2 separate regions of the Mus musculus genome follow, and region 1 is linked to region 2. Evidence: chromatin contacts called from public Hi-C data. All regions are on one chromosome and are shown on one strand. The core of a region is the stretch at or near the end of the contact, and the rest is flanking DNA. Distances in the headings are between cores, read along the strand shown.

Region 1 (4,337 bases), core at 158-2,657, 200 kb after region 2:
CGGTGGCGCCGCTGAGGAGTGTGCAGCCACAGTTAGGAAGGAGCTCATTTCTGTTTTCTCACTTGAACCCAGGGACTTCGTGAATGGAGCTGCATTTATTCCCATTGCACCACTAGCTGGGACATCATCATCACCATTGGTTAATTTATTTTTGCACTGCTAAGTATTGAACTCAGGGTCTTGTACATGGCAGGCAGTCACGCTACCACTTATCTATATGCACCCCCAGCCCCAGCAGGAACTTTATCAACAAACATAACTTAGACAACCCTTGGACAAGTGTTGTTAAGGGTTGAAATGGTCTAACCATAAACTGCCAGACTCATTCAACTCAAGGTTGCATGCCACTGCTGGGTGCACAGTGCCATGGTCTCTGGCAGGAGGGAGACTGCCAGGAGCAGGGGCTCAGCATGGGCAGGGCCACTCCTGAGGCTGATGATGTCCTGCTTGCCTTTCCAGGTGGCTGAGATGCATGGGGAGCTGATTGAGTTCAACGAGCGTCTACACAGGGCCCTGGTGGCCAAGGAAGCCCTGGTGTCCCAAATGAGGCAGGAGCTGATTGACCTCCGAGGACCGGTGAGTGCTCCCCACCAGGAAGCAGGTCTGAGCCCTGCCACTTCACTCTGCTCTCCCTGAGGCTCCACCAGGCTTCTGCTACCCGAGTTAGTTCATTTCTGCCGGTGTCAGTGACCGAGGAAGGTACAGGAAGTAGACAAGCACACACCCTTGTTGCACCTGCAGACTGTATCATTAGAGAGTCATGCAGTTGTATGTGCTTGTCATACAGGCGCATTCCATGTTCCTTCCACAGTGCTGTGCTCTCAACTGACTTAGACCTTCCACTGTGTGTCTGTGCTCTGCTGTGTGGACAGATTTCTGCAGCCAGGAAACAGGCTTCGCTTTGTGTTCTTGTACCCATGCGGTCTGCTGGGATGGAGCTTTTCATTGCTCATTTTTGATTGTTTTTGTTAGGTAGATTGGTTTGAGGAGCATCTGTGTAGGACGAGTCACAGGCAATTGTTTGTTGTTGTAGGGCTGACCTGTGAATTCTGGGATCCCTGCCTTTTTTTTTTTTTTTTTTTTTAACTAGAGGAGTACTAATTGCATCTCCCCAGACACCCCTGGTTAAGAACTGCTTGATGCTTTCCTTGGCTCAGTCATTCTGTATCTGATGAGACAACCTGTGATCAGTCATGTCCTTTAGACGTTTACTTTCATCCCAACTTGGAACATTTCAAGCTGTGATGCTGTCAGGTTGGATGCTGGTCCTTCCATGCATGCCCACCATAGCTTCATCTTCATTAAACACTTCCTATGCAAAACAGCAAGTTCCAAAGGTTGGCAGGGAAGCAGTGAGCATGCTCAGGTCTCCATTGCCAAGCTTGGCTCTCACCAGCTGCCGTCAGTTCTATTTCAACATACCACTTCCTGTTTCCCCCTTCCATATTATCTGAGTCAAACACTAAGTAAGTAATATTTTATCTCTGCATCCTACTGTATATGTCGAAAATAAGAAAATGCTCTTCTATCTTGTTTTGCAGTATCTGGTGGATGTCCCTGGGAGGCCTGCCCTTTTCTGAGGGGAGGGCAGAGGTGGGATGGGCCTGGGGCACAGGGGAGGTACAGGGGAGAGATTTGGGGAGGTGATGGAGGGGAAACTGCAGTTGGGATATAATATACAAGAGACAAATTTAAACAAAAGGGAAAACCTTTTAGAAATAAGAAACTGTAAATGCCATGCCACCCCACCTCTTATGTCCTAAATCCTTTACAGCAGCAAGAAGCAGTATTCAAATGTCCAACTGTCTCATTTTTAATAACTTCCTAAAATCCGGGATCCACATGAGGCTCACATGTTATAATTTCATTGATTGCCTCTTAGGTTTTTTCCTCACAATTTAAAAATGGATGTAAAAGTACCTACCTCATTCCAACCATTTTAGCAGACAGCTCAGCAGTGTATTTTCCTGTGTTGTGCAGCCGTCCCCACCATGGTGCCATGCTTCTCTGGAGACTGACTGACTCTCCACCTGCAACAAAACCCTACTCCTTTCTTCTTCCCTCAGCCTTTGCTGTCCACCATCCTGCCTTTGGGAATCTGGCTTTTTTCTTACATTTTGTCTGTTGGGTCCTCCCTCCTCTCTCTCTCTCTCTCTCCCTTGCAGTTGATATACAACACTGGGTTGTTCCCATCCTGGAGTTTTATACTGGCTTCCCTGATGACATCACTGAATGGTGCTGCGGCTCACCCCTCCCGTTTTCATTTTCCTTAAGCGGATACTTGAGCCTAGATGTGTAAGATTGGTTTCGTGTCACTGATGGTGTGATTCTGGTTGGACTGTTTCCTGTCAGCTCTCCTGCAAACTCTGCTGTCTCTTTATTCATCCATCTCTTGTTACTCCCTAGGCCGGTTATTCTGTGTCTCCATCAGGTTAGTGGTTCCTCTTCTTGATGCTTCTGTAGTGCTGTGAATAAGAAGGACAGTGAGTCTCCCATGAATAGAGTTCCAGCTTTCAGGGATGGCTGAAGAGGGGACCATGGGCAGACAGGAAGTGAGCAGTGGCCCATTTCTTAGAATACCCTCAGTTTGAACTTAGGTAGTGTTCTTGTGTGTCCTTTATGCTGAAAGAGTAGATGACTAGGGTCACTGTGGACACTGTTACAGAGAGCTACTTTCACGCTCATTCTTGTTGTGAAGGATGAAGACTGTACAGATTGTAACTGCTGATCTGAGGAGCTGGCAGTAACTGATTGCCTGTCACTTACTGCCTCTCTTAGGGTTTTTATTGCTGTGACAAGACACCATGGCCAAAGCAACTCTTATAAAGTTTAATTGAGGATGGCTTACAGTTTCAGAGGTTCAGTCCATTATCATCAAGGTGGGAGCATGGCAGTGTCCAGGCACACATGATGCAGGAGGAGCTGAGAGTTCTACAATTTGATCTGAGGGCCACCAGAAGTCTGGCTTCTTCAGGTAGCCAGGAGGGTCTCTTCCACATTGGATGGGGCAGTAGGATCCCTCAAATCCTGCCTATGCAATGACACACTTCCTTTAACAAGGCCACACCTCCTAATAGAGCCACTTCCCATGGGCCAAGCTTATTCAAACCTCCACACTGCCCAAGTGTGATGAGCTTCCTTAAGTATGCGTGTGTCATTTCCTCCCCACCACACCTAACAGTGCTACCAGTTGTGACCTTCATACAACAGAAGACAAGACAGGCTTACAGTGAGAAGGGGCAGGGCTCAATCTGATCTTAGAGACTGGATTTTATTTAACAGTTGGAAATGCCAACCTTTTGGACTCTTTAAAAAAAACCAACAACCTTATCTTACAATGTGGATTACTTTTCTCCTTTGTTAAAATACCTGATGGAGGAGATTGCTCAGTGGTTAAGGGTACTTATTGCTTTTGAGGAGGACTCAGATTTTGTTCTCAAAATCCACATAGTAGTTTACAAATACCCGAAGCTCCAGTTCCAGGGCATCTGGTGCCTTTTGACCTTTGTGGGCAACACACATGCTCATAGTGTACATGCAGTCATATAGACAAACACTCATGCATGTGCTCATAGTGTGCATGCAGTCATATAGACAAAACACTCATACATGTGCTCATAGTGTACATGCAATCATACAGACAAAACACTCATGCATGTGCTCATAGTGTACATGCAATCATATAGACAAACACTCATGCATATGCTCATAGTGTACATGCAATCATACAGACAAAACACTCATGCATGTGCTCATAGTGTACATGCAATCATATAGACAAAACACTCATGCATGTGCTCATAGTGTACATGCAATCATATAGACAAAACACTCATGCATGTGCTCATAGTGTACATGCAATCATATAGACAAAACACTCATGCATGTGCTCATAGTGTACATGCAAACATACAGACAAACACTCATGCATGTGCTCATAGTGTACATGCAAACATACAGACAAACACTCATGCATGTGCTCATAGTGTACATGCAATCATATAGACAAAACACTCATGCATGTGCTCATAGTGTACATGCAATCATACAGACAAACACTCATGCATGTGCTCATAGTGTACATGCAATCATATAGACAAAACACTCATACATGTGCTCATAGTGTACATGCAATCATACAGACAAAACACTCATGCATGTGCTCATAGTGTACATGCAATCATATAGACAAACACTCATGCATATGCTCATAGTGTACATGCAAACATACAGACAAACACTCATGCATGTGCTCATAGTGTACATGCAAACATACAGACAAACACTCATGCATGTGCTCATAGTGTACATGCAATCATATAGACAAAACACTCATG
Region 2 (4,122 bases), core at 186-2,685:
TCAGTGCTCTTACCTGCTGAGCCATCTCTACAGCCTGAAGTCATTGTTTTTAATAGCTGAGTAGTACTCCATTGTGTAAATGTACCACATTTTCTGTATCCATTCCTCTGTTGAGGGACATCTGGGTTCTTCCCAACTTCTGGCTATTATAAATAAGGCTGCTATGAACATAGTGGAGCATGTGTCCTTGTTACATGTTGGGACCTCAGGTAGTACTATGTCCAATTTACTAAGGAACCACCAGACTGATTTCCAGAGTGGTTGTACAAGCTTGCAATCCCACCAGCAATGGAGGAGTGTTCCTCTTTCTCCACATCCTTACCAGCATCTGCTGAGGCTTTTTTTTTTTTTTTTTGGAGACAGGGTTTCTCTGTATAGCCCTGGCTGTCCTGGAACTCACTCTGTAGACCGAGCTGGCCTCGAACTCAGAAATCCGCCTGTTTCTGCCTCCTGAGTGCTGGGATTAAAGGCGTGTGCTACCATGTTTGGTCTGAGTTTTTGATCTTAGCCATTTTGACTGGTGTGAGGTGGAATCTCAGGGTTGTTTTGATTTGCATTTCCCTGATGACTAAGGATGTTGAACATTTCTTTAGGTGCTTCTCAGCCATCCGGTATTCCTCAGTTGAGGATTCTTTGTTTAGCTCTGTACCCCATTTTTAAATAGGGTTATTTGGTTCCCTGGGGTCTAACTTCTTGAGTTCTTTGTGTATATTGGATATTAGCCCTCCATCAGATGTAGGACTGGTAAAGATCTTTTCCCAATCTGTTGGTTGCTGTTTTGTCCTATTGACAGTGTCCTTTGCCTTGCAGGAGTTTTGCAATTTTATGAGGTCCTATTTGTTAATTCTTGATCTTAGAGCATAAGCCATTGGTGCTTTGTCCAGGAAAATTTCTCCTGTGCCCATGTGTTTAAGGCTCTTCCCCCACTTTCTCTTCCATTAGTTTCAGTGTAACATCTGATTTTTTATTTGAATGCTCTTGGACCATGTATAATGAGTCTGCTATTTGAATGAAATACTAGCTGTTGAATTAAAAACATGGTGAAGAAATGGTTAATTTGGGGTTATTGTTTCAAAAGTTTCATTAAATTCGGTTGGTTGACTGTAGTTTTTGGGCCAGGTACAGTGCTGGAGTGGGAGCTTGAAGTGCAGGAAGCTGCTCACCTGTAGGTGAGAATCTGGGGAACAAGGAGAGAGCAAGGAAGAAAGGCATTAGGGCGCCAGGATCCCTTCAAGGCATGTGCCTTGGTTACTAAACTTGTGTCATCTAGACTTTACCTCCCAGAGGGTCCAGAACCTACCAGCAGTTGCACTCTGGACCAAGCCATCAACACTTAAGACTTTGGGGTGAATTAAGGTCCAAACCATAACAGGGTACATATGTCAACATTGCAAATTTCTCCCAGAGGAAGTCCTTTAGAGGACCAAGGGCAGGGGCCTCCTCCATCTGACTACCCTCTGTGGTCAGCAAGGGCCTTCACTTCCTTCTGTGACTCTGACCTACTTCTCATTGAGCCTCAGTCTGTTTTTCTGAAAAGTGGAAACAGCCCCAGTCTTTGAGGATTGTTCAGAAGACTGACTGAGACAATGTCTGTTGGTTACTCTGACCCACTGTAGGAACTTATAAATATAGGTAACAGCTCTCACCTCAACTATGAGCTGTATCAAGCCCTCCTCTTCTGAGACCCTGCTTCTGTGCTTCCCAAACTTGGCTGTACATTGGCCTCTGATGAGAAGCATTAAACAACAACAACAACAACAACAACAACAACAAAGCAACAGTGATGGCCCCTGGTCAGAGCTCTGCAGAGCAGAGGAATGTGCGACCTGCCAGACTGGAGAACTTCTACCCAATCCGTCAGAGTGTGCCACTTTCTGCTCTGCCTTTCTGTGCTGTCCCAGGGCTGGAGGAGTGACGTCTGAGGGGAGGGGCTCTCCTTTCCTGCCCCTGGGTGCTATCCTAGGGAAGCTGCCCTGCTAAAAAAGAAAAACAAATTATGCCATCTCCCTTTATAAGTAGCCTCACAATACTGTTGTTTCTATTGTCTCTAAGCATCCTTAAAGTATCCTGGTTTTAGTCTACTAAATACTTCTATAAAGCTGAACTGCCTATTTTTTTTTTTTAAACTTTAGGTAGTAAAGTAGAAGACTTTTTTTCTTAAAAGAAAAATATCTTATTTAATTTTCTTAATTTATATAAGTATTTCTTGATTTTTTTTATACAGAGACTAGACTCTCTCTCTCTGTGTGTGTGTGTGTGTGTGTGTAATGAATAAAATACATATGTGTAAAATATTAAGTGGCAGAAATGCCCCTAAGCCTGGGTTTCTGCTTCTATTGGTTTCCAGTACCTAGGTGCTGTCTTCTCTAGCCTTTTCTGAGTTGGACAGGACAGGACATTAGGTCTCCGTGTGGTTCACAGTATTCCTGGGGGAGTTGCCCCAGGTTGCTAAGTTGCGCTATTCTGTCTTCTTGAAGTTTTGCTGCTTCTGTGTCTGACATAGGCCCCTCCCAGCTCTGTATGTTTGATGGCCGTGGTGCAGAAAGGCCAGGCGCATATGTTCCTATTACTTTGATATTGCTGAGTTGGTGAGGGGCCGGGAACTCCAGCTTTGGAGCAGGGAGTTTTACAGTGGTGGTCCGCAACCTGGTCATCCAAAAGCCTGCATGTTAAGACCATTGGCTAACAGCAGCTCAGGCTCAGCTCTGTGGGAAGAGCAGGTTCCAGCTGCTCGGAGCCATCAGAAATGGGGGTAGCCTGACTTCAGCCCACTGAGGACAGTGGGTCTTTCTCTGTGCCCACATCCCTCTAAGGACCTCATACTTGTCTGTCTTTTCCCAGGTGGCCCTGTCTTACACAGAATTTGAGGGAACTGTCCTGGTGATTAGAGAGATGAAAACCAAGCCTGAGTACAAACTCAGGCTGGAGAGTAGTTGGGAATAGAGCGGTTAAGGAAAGGGAGCAATGACTATCTGGGAAACAGGCTGCCTGGTGCAGAAAAGGACAGGGATTTTATTGAATTCTTAGTGAATTGTCAGGCTGTGATGATTGTGTGTGTGTGTGTGTGTGTGTGTGTGTGTGTGTGTGTGTGTGTGTGTAGGTGTGCACACACCATCGTGACCTGTAGAGGCTAGAAGATAATCCTGGGTGCTGGTGCTTGCCATCTTCCTTATATGAGGCAGCCTCTCTTTTGTTGGCCACTGAATGCCAGGCTAGTTCTGGGATTCTGTGGTCTCTGCCTTCTGTCTTGCCACAGGAGGGCTGGGTTATGGCTGTGAGTTGCCTCATTTTATCTGGCTTTACATGGATTCTGAGAATCTGAGCTCAAGTCCTGATGCTTGCTCCTCAGCCACATTTGAAAAAAGTAAATCTATTCCTTTAGTTTAAGGGGATTTTCCCATGTAAAATGCAACTCAGTGGCCACTTTGTTCCTGGAGACACCACGACAGGAGCCTGTAGTGGCAGGATTTTCCCTTGTCATAACAAACTAAGGGATAGGCACAATCTATATGTGCTAACAAGGGAGGGAAGAGCAGGGCAGAAAGTGGCTTCTGTGGCTCAGGGGTTTGAGGGCCTGTGCTCTTCTCTTCATAAGCACATCTTTATTATATTAGTTATTTACTTATTTTTATTCTATGTACATTAGTGTTTTGGCTGCATATAGATATCTGTATGAGGGTGTTGGATCCCCTGGAACAGGTGTTTTTGACAGTTTTCAGCTGCCATGTGGTTGCTGGGAATTGAACCTGGGTCCTCTGGAAGAGCAGCCAGTGCTCTCAACCACTGAGCTGTCTCTCCAGCCCCCTATCATAAATTTCAGGGCACCTGCCTTAAAGACTTGTGCTTTATGCCACTGGAAACAAATACTGTATGTGAATATATATGGGGAATGGGGCAGACTTGTCTGGAAGAGTATAGAAGTGACTGACAGAGGTGATGAGAGTGTGGAGCCTTCTCAGGAAGTTGGAAGATGGCTTTCTTCTGTGCCTAACATTTTCCCTATGTTTTTCTTCCTGCGGCCATGGGTTTCTCAAGCCCTTATGCATTCTGATTAAACAGAAACAATTGTTTCAAGCTGAATGGGGCCAGGAGTTCATCAGTTCTGGTTTTCTAGAGGCAGAC

The links. A called contact is a pair of places that touch in the nucleus more often than the background predicts.
Region 1: a contact with region 2 is called in a Hi-C map of bone marrow-derived macrophages, with 2.5 times the contacts expected there. The contact joins two enhancer-like sites. A contact is called at or near these places in 3 of 484 Hi-C or Micro-C datasets (the 63-12 cell line, bone marrow-derived macrophages and reprogramming fibroblasts) and 2 of 9 other capture datasets (adipose tissue and liver).

The regions. Positions count from the first base shown.
Region 1 is chr16:11,630,999-11,635,335 of GRCm38.p6, forward strand. Snx29 (sorting nexin 29) reads left to right here. Exons shown (of 21, transcript NM_028964.4): 16 at 460-576. Among named protein-coding and RNA genes, the nearest start is that of Gm32100, 49 kb to the left of the region's middle. Within about 2 kb of position 1,408, at least 31 of the 459 cell types and tissues checked have an H3K27ac peak or open chromatin away from gene starts, as enhancers often do. A contact at or near this core is called in bone marrow-derived macrophages, where this site is marked.
Region 2 is chr16:11,432,531-11,436,652 of GRCm38.p6, forward strand. The region is part of intron 11 of Snx29 (sorting nexin 29); the gene reads left to right. Among named protein-coding and RNA genes, the nearest start is that of Snx29, 110 kb to the left of the region's middle. Within about 2 kb of position 1,436, at least 25 of the 459 cell types and tissues checked have an H3K27ac peak or open chromatin away from gene starts, as enhancers often do. A contact at or near this core is called in bone marrow-derived macrophages, where this site is marked.